Regions from separate parts of the Mus musculus genome. Here region 1 is linked to region 2. Evidence: chromatin contacts called from public HiCAR-type data. All regions are on one chromosome and are shown on one strand. The core of a region is the stretch at or near the end of the contact, and the rest is flanking DNA. Distances in the headings are between cores, read along the strand shown. Region 1 has its middle 33 kb from the start of Gm24208. Region 2 has its middle 89 kb from the start of Gm34637.

Region 1 (4,866 bases), core at 462-2,961, 630 kb before region 2:
TAGCAGTCCCGAAGTGATCTGGTTTCGTGGGAGTGGAGGAGGGACTATTGGAACAAAAATGCAATGGTCCAGGAAGGAAAGGGAGGGATACTAGTTTGCTATTGTGAAGGATGTCTTTCAAGGGAGGAAGAGATGAGGGAACTAAAGGGGGTTCCTGGGGGGTGGGGTGGGGAGGAGGGATGGGATTTATAGGGAGAGAGGGCACTGTAGGGGGTTGGTTCCTTTAAGGGAGGAAAAGATTGAGTATTTTGCTGTCAATTTCTGTTCAGTTGTTTTAGATTCATTTAAAATTCTTTAAAGCCTTAGTTTCTTTGTTTCTGATATTCCACTTCTAGTTAAACTATTGAGAGAAATCTGAAAGATTTTGCAATCTAGGAGGTCTGCAGGACCCAATAAGAGTTACAGACTTCTCTTTAACCTACTCACATCAGAGTCTGTTAGTTCAAGGACAGAACCCAGGACCACTGAGAGAAACACAGAAGTAGCTCTCAGAGCTTTTCTCATGGCAAATTTTTACCCTAAAGATGGCCCAAAGGACATGAGAGCCAGATTCCTTAAATGAAGTGCAGGGTCTGTCTAGACCTTGCCTCCAGGAACTCTGCCGTGACTGCTCTGGATGGAGTAGGCCTTGGGTGTCCCAGGTGATGCTAGCAAGCTGTTTTAAGTGGAGCCTGATCCATCCCTATGCATGCATGCATGCACATGTGCATGAGTGTGCATTCAGGGTTTTGTAGAGAATCTCGGATAGAAACTGATTAGAGGAGGAGAGACTATTACTTGAGTGTTGAAGTAGTGATGGCCATCATGAGTTTGGCTTTTCCTTCCCCACATATTGTGATTCCCTGGCTGCTCGCAGATGTTAGCTGCTTAAAGTCTGACTGGACATAAAGGGAAATTCTGTGTTTAGACAAAGTGGTACTGGACTGGTGGGAACTGATTCTGATCTTTTACTGTGAGGAAATTGTTGTAAAGGGGGCTAGCAAGAAAGCCCTGTAGAAGCCATTTAAAGTTCATGAGATGGCATGCTTAGCCACAGTCAGACTTACAAGCGCTTGCTAAAGAACCCTGAGACATGCTTGAGCGAGGACCGGCTTACAGTCTCAGACTACAGTTTGAGATATTTTGTTTGGCATTAAAAGCCAGGCAATTTGGAGAAATTGGATCATATCCGTATCATTACATACTGTTTACTTAAAATATTGGTATTAGTACTGTAGACTGTAATAACAAATCTTGTAATGTGTGTCCATCCATAAATTGTTACTCGTTTTCCCACTGGCTCACAACCCAGCACCAAGAAAACACTGCAGAATAAAACCTATGTGCTAATGGAGACAACCAGAGTCAGGGTGTGTGGGTTTGTGGCTCACTTCCCAGTTCTGTACACTAGGTGGTGCTAGTGTCGCGCTGTGAATACCCACAAAGGCCTGAACACATGTGTTGGTGTATTTTTACCACTTGGGGTCACTTAAGGATTACCTGACTTGCCTCTTTTCCATCTAAGCAAATTCACAGATTCCAAGGAATTATTTCCCCATTACATTTGTCAGAGTCTGTGGCTTTTTTTTTTACCTAGATCTTGAAGGCCAAGAAGTGTGAATTGGAATTTTTTTTTTCCTTAGCGAATTGGCCCCACATGGCTAGTGCCTGGGTGGTTCCTCCTGTCACAGTATGGTGGACTACCCCCCACCCCACGCCTTCTCTTGGGCCCACCATTGGAGACTTCTCCGTATAAAGATTTTCCATACATGTCAGGATCGTGCTTACGCTAATTGCTGTGCTCATTAACATCTCCAGAACTTGGAGTGCTTTTTCTCAGTCATTTCCTTTGATTTTGCCTGTCTCTGAAAGGCCAGCTCTGAACGAAGTGAGGTGGGTATCACATTAACTAATTGCTGACACCCACCGGCTTTCTTGCCTCCTATGCAGCTGATCCCAGGAATTACACCATTGCCCCTGGAGAGCATGCTAGAAATTTGTGGAATGGCCCTGGTGGACTTGCCTGCCTGTGGGTGGGTATGGGTGAGGACAAGGGCAGGATGTGTGGGCTTGCACAGCTTGGACAATGAGCCTAGTCACTTCATATGGCAGCTCATGGGGACTTATGTGAACACTCAAAACGTGGATGGTCTTTCAGAATCTCCCTTCTCAGCAAGTAACTTCTATTTTTCTTCCTTTCTTCCTTCCTATCTTTTTTTTTAAACTTTCTTTGATGTGTTTGCATATTTTATGTGCCTGGTACCTGTAGAGCTCTTAAGATGATATTGTATCTCCTGGAACTGGCGTTATACATGACTTGAGCCAACATAGGTGCTGGAACCAAACCCAGGTCCTTTGCAAGATCAACAAATGCTCTTAAGTGGGAGCCATCTCTCCAGCTATATACCTTCTGCTATCACTGAATAGCTTCTCTCCAGCTATATACCTTCTGCTATCAGTGAATGGCTTCTCTCCAGCTATATACCTTCTACTATGACTGAATAGCTTCTTAGGTGATGGAAGCAGAACTGAGTCACCAACTCAAGAACATCCTCTGCTGGGGCCATTTAAATCTGTGACAGAATTCATTTGGTTTCTACCACTGAGTGCACAGTTAAAATTACACTCAGTGTTATATAGTTTATCATCTGTGTCAAACCCACCCAAGAAAGTGAGATAGGCCTCTATTAATTAAATCCAAACTAAGACGCTTAAATCTTTTATTTCCCAACCTTCCTCCTTAAATCCTCTCCATTCATACCACCAACCCCTATGTAAAAAACAGTAAGTATCATTTATTGGTCTATACTGTGAACTTGGCATCATTCTAAGTACCCATTCTGGTTCAGTCCTAACAACCCAGAAGCTAGGTTACCTTCATATTTCCCAAGCATCACCAAGAGGGTAGTTACTAGTTTAAAGATGACATGGCTGGAAAGTAATGGTGCTAGGACTGCCTTTATTCTTATGCTGTTGCCTGCTGGGAGATCTTCCCTCCTTGACTGTCAGGATCTTACCCAGTGTCAGGGCCCTGAGTCATCCTACCCAGCCCCTTGAATGAAAAGTCTGCTCTGGAATGCCACCCAGAAGCCAGATATTTTGGATTCTGACTCATGTAAGAGCCAGCGCTATCCTTTTTCAGGTAAGGAGCCTGAGGCGCAAGGGTCTTGGATGTTGAGTTTGTCAAGCCCTGGAAGGTGGGCTTTCCTGCTGTGCCCCTCCAGGAAAACCTCAGCTCATCTCTTTGTCTCCCCTACACATTATAAATTAGCTAGCGGGTCGTGGTTGTGCACGCCTTTAATCCCAGCACACGGGAGGCAGAGGCAGGCAGATTTCTGAGTTCGAGGCTAGCCTGGTCTACAAAGTGAGTTCCAGGACAGTCAGGGCTACACAGAGAAACCCTGTCTTGAAAAACTAACTAACTAACTAACTAACTAACTAACTAACTAACTAACTAACTAAGCAAATTAGCTCTAAACTCTCTAAAACTGTCACATACCTATTCCAGGTGGGTCAAGGTGCTGCTAGAGCAGTGGTTCTCAACTTGTGGGCCACCAACAGTTGTATATCAGATATTTATTTTACCATTTATAACAGTAGTACCATTACAGTTCTGAAGTAGCAATGAAATGATTTTATAGTTGGGGGTCCCCACAACATGCAGAACTGGATTAAAAGGTTGCAGCATTAGGAAAGCTAGGAACCAATGGTCTAGTGAGAGGCTTTTGGGCTACAATGCCTCTTCTCCCTCTACAGTGTGCAGGCATTCTTACATTGTGACCTTTTCCAACTGACGAGACTATCATGCTTAGATGATGGAGGCCTTCAACAGAAAAACACCGAGACTTTTCACTCCGAGCAGGAAACAATATCCCATAGTGTAATAACCCCAACAGAATGGAAGAATAGACCACTTTCAGTAAAACAAACAAACAAACAAACAAACAAACAAAAAACAAAAAAACAAAATCACAGCTTTTTCAGCCTTCTCAAGAAAACCTTTGACCAAAATCTGAGCATGATTTTGAGCATATGGGCCCCAAGTTCCAATTTGCTGTGGCTGAGATTTCACTGGTACGATGGACCAACACTCCCAGAGAAATATGTGAATTCATCGTGGCTATTTTTGCAGCACTGAAGCTGGCACACTTCCAAGCTGAGAACTTTCTGCTTTAGCAGCTCTCGGTTATTTGAGGCTGGATGACTCACTTAGTGTAACATCCTCTTGTTTTCCTCCTCCTCCTCCTCCCCGGGCCCCCTCCCACCTAAGAGGGCTGGCAGGGGCAGGAAGGGTTATGAAACTCAAGCTGCTGTTGAGGACTGCATGTCTTGTCAGTTTTTGGTAGTGCTTTGTTGGGAACCACTCTTCCTGCTCCTTCACGATCTCCTCCCTACTAGGCAGGTCACCTCTGTCTTTATGTGTGCTCTAAACCTTTTGTTCCTTCCCCTCCCAAAGTATACGCTTCCTGCATTTTATTTACCTGCTTAGACATACTACCTCTTGCTGCAGAGAGAAGGGCATTTAAAGCAGGCCGACCTTCAGCATACTCTGGACCCAGGGCAGAGTATGGCCCGGCCAGGGCTGCTAGTAAGCATTTATTTGTTAAACAGGGAAAAGAAAGGAATGAGAGAGGAGTAGGCAAGTTTCGTGACCCTTCTGTGATGATCCAGCTAGCAGAGTTCGGATGACAGGTTAGAATATGTTAGCTTGTAAGTTTCGTGATTTTTTTTTTAAGATGGGAGATATGTACATCTTGGAAATTAGGCTGTAGAGTCATACAGGGCTGAGCCGTGACTGTCTCCTTTAGGGGGGTTGTGTTTTCCAGACTGAAAGTATGTTGATGTAACCCAGAACCAGCTAGCTACTGGATGGAAAGCTTTCTCCCC
Region 2 (4,909 bases), core at 1,059-3,558:
AATTCCATCCTTAGTAGTTCTGAAAAGGAAAAAAGAAAATTAACTCCTAGTTTCAAAAGTAAAACCCACAGGTAGAGAGGACCCACAGTGTGGAGCTGCTGGAATCTGGTGAGATTCTGGGTAGGTAACTAGCCTTTCACCAACTCAGCTTTCTTATCTGCGTAACTAGCCATTCAGGATGGATGAAAATGGACCCAGAGAACATCTGAAAAATATTCTAGCCAAACAGATGCTTTGCACAGATGCTAATATACACCCAAAGCTATCTCTATCAATTGACACTCATACAACACAGGATCCCTTAAATATTTGTGAAGGTAAATTCTAGACTTTTATTAGGGAACTGCTTGTCTTTAGAAGCAGATGGCTGGTAGTTTAGTAGCAGATAGATTCTAAAGTGCCAATGGGGAGCAGGGTGGAATACACTTTTTAATCAGTGTATTATTACTTTCTCAGGAAACTTTTTCTTATCATCCGGCTCTCCACAAACTACTCTCTTAAGTTCAGTACCAGTTATCCTGTTTTGTACTTTTAGCAGGAACTTGAATCACTTCCCAGATCTGGATTTAATGTTAGAAAACACAGGTTCTATGAAGGCCTCTGAAATAGCAACAGGTATCCATGAATACAATGCAGATTTTAAGACACTATTTTTCTTTCTCCACAGGGCAGAGAGTGACTATATGTTCACATCCTCTGCAGGGCACTCAGAGCACTTTACCCAGAGTCCTCCAGCTCTGTGGTCTTCTCATCTCTAGTGATCATAACAAACCACACTCGCCCACTGTCCATTTCTGACTTCTCTGTGTTGTGATTATTTCTATCCATACTGTGAGCTTCTCTATTTTAGTAGACACCTCCTGGACATTTTGGAATTGGATCACATTACCTTCATAGCAGAGTCACCTTTATATTTTGTACCAGAGGCTCGAGGTCCCTCTATGAAGAAAGGTCGGTGGGGACTCTTAAATGGAAGTAAAACATGGGTCATAACAAGCAATAGACAGAGCTTTCCACTAAGTACCGACTATGTGGCAAGTTCTCTGTCAAGCCCTGTGTGAGCACTGGCATCCTCCATCAGTGGAACCCCCCACCCCACGCTGAAGAAGAAACACAGTTGCACAGCCACCTGCTTCCCAGAGCCGACTATAGGAGCAGAGAATATGGTGGGCTGGTTTGCACCACGATCTGTCTGGCTTCTCTGAGAAGCCAGGTTTTTTTTTTTGTAAAGTTGAATAGAATGGGACAGTTTGGTAGCTGTGTCACACAGGAATGCACCTGCTATCTCACAAGGCCACCTTTTCCTACGGTGGCTGCTCACCATAGAGAGGTTGCTTTTTCAGCTCTTTTGATGGTTCCAGCCTCCTGCAGTCATGAACTTAGATGACATCAAAAGAAGCTTGTTTTGGCTTCTGATTCTGAGGCTCATGAAGTCGCATTCTTTCTCTGGTGACTGAACCGGCTAACTGGACAAGGGTCCCTTCTCTCCTCGAAGTCTCAACACCTCCCTAGCAAACCGGGGGAAGCACCAGCAAGGCCCAGCCTATGCTTGCTTGTATCACCTGGGCTCCAGGGCTTTGATTGACAGGCAGTCCTGGCTTAACGCATACTCACTAAGGTGGGACCCCTGGCGGCTCCATCTCCAAAAGGGTCCCCCAAAGACAGGCCCCACATGGGGAGCTTTTGGCGGGCCTGATTGCATGACAAACACCACGCATATTGAAACACTCTGGCAGTTTCCCGGTGCTCCCAGTCAAAGGCCTGACCCCTTTTGACCTCAAACATCTTATTAAAGCCCCCAGAGTTCCAGCCTCCGCGAGGGAGAGAACCAGCAATCCCTGGACCCATTCTCTTCCCTAATTCATTCAAGTAAGCCGGGCAGAGTGGGGCCTGGGCCTTTGATGTTAAAGGCCCCTAATTGGAAGGAAGTGAAGTGTTAGCCTGTCAGCCTTTTAGTCTCTCATCAAATACTTTAAGAGGTATCCACACAGTGCGTTCTCACACTGGTGCGGAGCAAGCGCGGAGTGGACTGCTTTCTGTTAAAATGTTTAAATTTTGCATCTGTCTAACATAAAGTTCACCACACATGTCACTGTTCCTGGTGGGTTCTCTCCCTACCTTCCTCCTTTCCCTTCCCTGGGGTGCTGGAGGGGGCGGGGGGGGGCGGCTTGTCTCGAAGCCCACAGCTCACCCACAGGAGAGGAAGGTGGCGGCAGGAGCTAATTACCCACCCCAGACACAGGCCTGCAAGCTCCTGGTTGGGGCCTCTCTCGTGGAGCCCCTTTGATCTCCCTGTTTGGGATTGTGTCACTCCCCAGGAATGTGGCTCTCCCCCCACCCCAGCATCCCCCAGTGTAACCCTTTAGTCTCGCCTCTTCATTTCACAGCGAGCACCCCTGAAAGGGAAAGTGACTTGCTCAGGTTTTTGTTGTTGTTTGTTTGTTTGTTTGTTTGTTTTCAGGGAGCTGGTGGCGGAGTCAGGTCCATAAGTTAATACTTCTGACCCCAGAAAAGGGACAGTCTCTGCGTCCATCCCTTTGCTTCTCTTCAGTCAAAGGGGGTGGTGGTGTGAGCAGCTGCAATTTGAGAGAATTTACATATAATCCCTAGAGTCCTGAACAATAGACTGGATTAAGTCACCCCAGGGGGCAGAGGGCCCAGCCCGAGGGTGCAAAATAGACGCACTGCTTCTTGTCCTCATAGAGTGACTCCCCACTGGGAGAGAAGGCAGGCTTGCACTCTTGGTTTGACACCGCAGAGAAGGCAATAGAGACAGAAGTCTCACACAGAACCTGTGATCAACAGGTCACTCCGGTATGTATGTTGGGGGCGTGGCAGGAAGTATAGTCCCCCTCCACCCACAACAAGGGCTAGAAAGGGGAAGTGCCCCCATCCTTCCGGGCAAACCCCAGGGCGTGATGAGACGGTGGGTGGGAGAGGAAAGCAGAAATCTCCTTTCTAAGCGTCTGACACCTTGAGGCATTAGAATAGCAGAACTTTCCTGGGCTCTCCAGCATCAAGTTCCCCAGTGTTTCTGCCAGGGATGGAATGCAAACCCAGGGGCAAGCGCCCCCCTACCCCCTCCCCCCCCCCCCCCCGCCAATCCAGAACACTGGGCTCACGAGTCCTTTGGACTCACGTGAGAGATAGTGTCTAACTTTCTCAGGGTTGATGCAGAGACTAGAGACCAGTCTACCTCATAAGGCTCCTTGAGGTCTCTACAGGGGCCATTGTGTGGAGTAGCACCAATTAGCTATTAAACAGCCAGAGAAAAGCCCCTTCTTGATTTGATTTTCTGCAGTTGGACTCTGCGAAGCCAAAATCTGAAGCAACTCAACTTTGTTTAGCTCATTTCTGGCCCTAAGGTTCCTTCCTTTGATTTACAAATGCAAATGAATTGATGATTATTTTGAGCAAACTCTTTCACTTACTCCTTTACTCAAACCATACTCATTGATCCCTGCTTGAGGCTAGAATGGGAGACCTCACACCCAGTGGTTTTATATCACTACCTTCTGTAAAATGGTGATTGGCAGGAGCTAGTACCAGCTGTGTTCTGGCTTTGCTTGACTTATTTATTTATTTATTTATTTATTTATTTATTTTCAAGACAGGAGCTCACATAGTTCAGGCTGGCCTTGAACTTGCAGAAACCTCTCAAGTTCTGGGTTTATAGGCATGCAGTGTCGTGCCTAGCCAAACCATAATATCTGTTATTTTTCGTATGAGGATTAAAAAATGGTCAAAGGGGGCTGCGGTGCCCATCCTGGGCCTTTGCTCATTTGATTATGGTGGTAGATCATTCCTACCTGACACATTCTGACCTTGTGTAGTTCTTTACATTTTAGACACTGTTTCTTCCTTGCGTTCATGACTGGACTTCTCCATGGGGATAGAGGGTGTGCCTGACCAATAATTTTCCAGGCACAAGCACGGTGGTGAACTAGAATTGATGGAAAGGGAAGATCAGCCTTCACCAGCAAAGCTCCCAACTTGGCTATGTGGTAGAGGACACAGAGTTTGAGAACTGAGTTGAATTTGGCAACATTTGTCTCTGAGATCTGACAGCCTAAGGGAAGAGTTCAAGCAGGCAATGGTGGCCTGGGCAGCAGTAAGCAAGCGCCAGGCCTGCCCAGTAAACCCTTTTATCTGCTGGACAGTCACCTCTGGCCATCCCATGGTGTCTGCAGGCAGAATCCCACACAGTAAAGCTCCTGTGTGAGGAGTAGCTGTAACATTCCGGTTGGAGGAAACGCTGGCCAGGGAGCCAGAGAAGCTGCTGCCCGTACCCTCCACATGTGCTTGTGCTTCTCCGTCCCCTAAGTCCTCTGAGCATTTCTAAAATGAGGCAATTAGAATAGATTAGCCTGAAGATCTGTTCCAGAGTGAACGCTTCATGATATTACTCGGGCACCAGCACACATGGAATAGTTTAATTATCATTATTAAATATGATAGCCCCCAGGTTGCCAAGTATGTGAATAACAACAGAAAGGCAAGACCCCCTCTTTTTTTTTTTTTCCAGAGTCTATTTTTTAAAGCTTCCCCCATCATCTTCACCTCTTTAGGCTTCATCTGGATATTTCATGTCAGTGTAATCCAACTCTGTCAGATCTTTTGGATGATCCAGGGAAGTCTGCATCCTCACCTGTCCCAAGTGAGGATGTCAAGGCAAAGAAAAAAAGATCTGGCCTCCAATCTCGCAGCCACAACACACACTGTGGCCAGCTGGTCATCACACAGGCTATCTAGAATCCTGATGAAAATTCACTGTTGTCATGTGGAAGCAGTGCCTGCTGATTTCATTTTCTTCATTCATTTGAAAGTTACAAACAATACCAGGAGTTACTTCTCTTTAAGGTGGTATGTAGTGACCGTGCCACAGGTCGATGTTTTCATTACAGTTCTA

Evidence for each region. HiCAR-type assays count read pairs that join an accessible place to other places.
Region 1: a HiCAR-type map of embryonic stem cells shows a contact between it and region 2, with 6 times the contacts expected there. The contact joins two enhancer-like sites. A contact is called at or near these places in 3 of 484 Hi-C or Micro-C datasets (the G1E-ER4 cell line, cranial neural crest and stem cell-derived cardiac mesoderm), 4 of 115 datasets of contacts at active chromatin or transcription factors (embryonic basal ganglia, embryonic brain and embryonic stem cells) and 1 of 9 other capture datasets (embryonic stem cells).

Annotation. Positions count from the first base shown.
Region 1 is chr12:13,211,621-13,216,486 of GRCm38.p6, reverse strand. No RefSeq gene overlaps it. Among named protein-coding and RNA genes, the nearest start is that of Gm24208, 33 kb to the right of the region's middle. Within about 2 kb of position 1,711, at least 27 of the 459 cell types and tissues checked have an H3K27ac peak or open chromatin away from gene starts, as enhancers often do.
Region 2 is chr12:12,578,805-12,583,713 of GRCm38.p6, reverse strand. No RefSeq gene overlaps it. Among named protein-coding and RNA genes, the nearest start is that of Gm34637, 89 kb to the left of the region's middle. Within about 2 kb of position 2,308, at least 118 of the 459 cell types and tissues checked have an H3K27ac peak or open chromatin away from gene starts, as enhancers often do.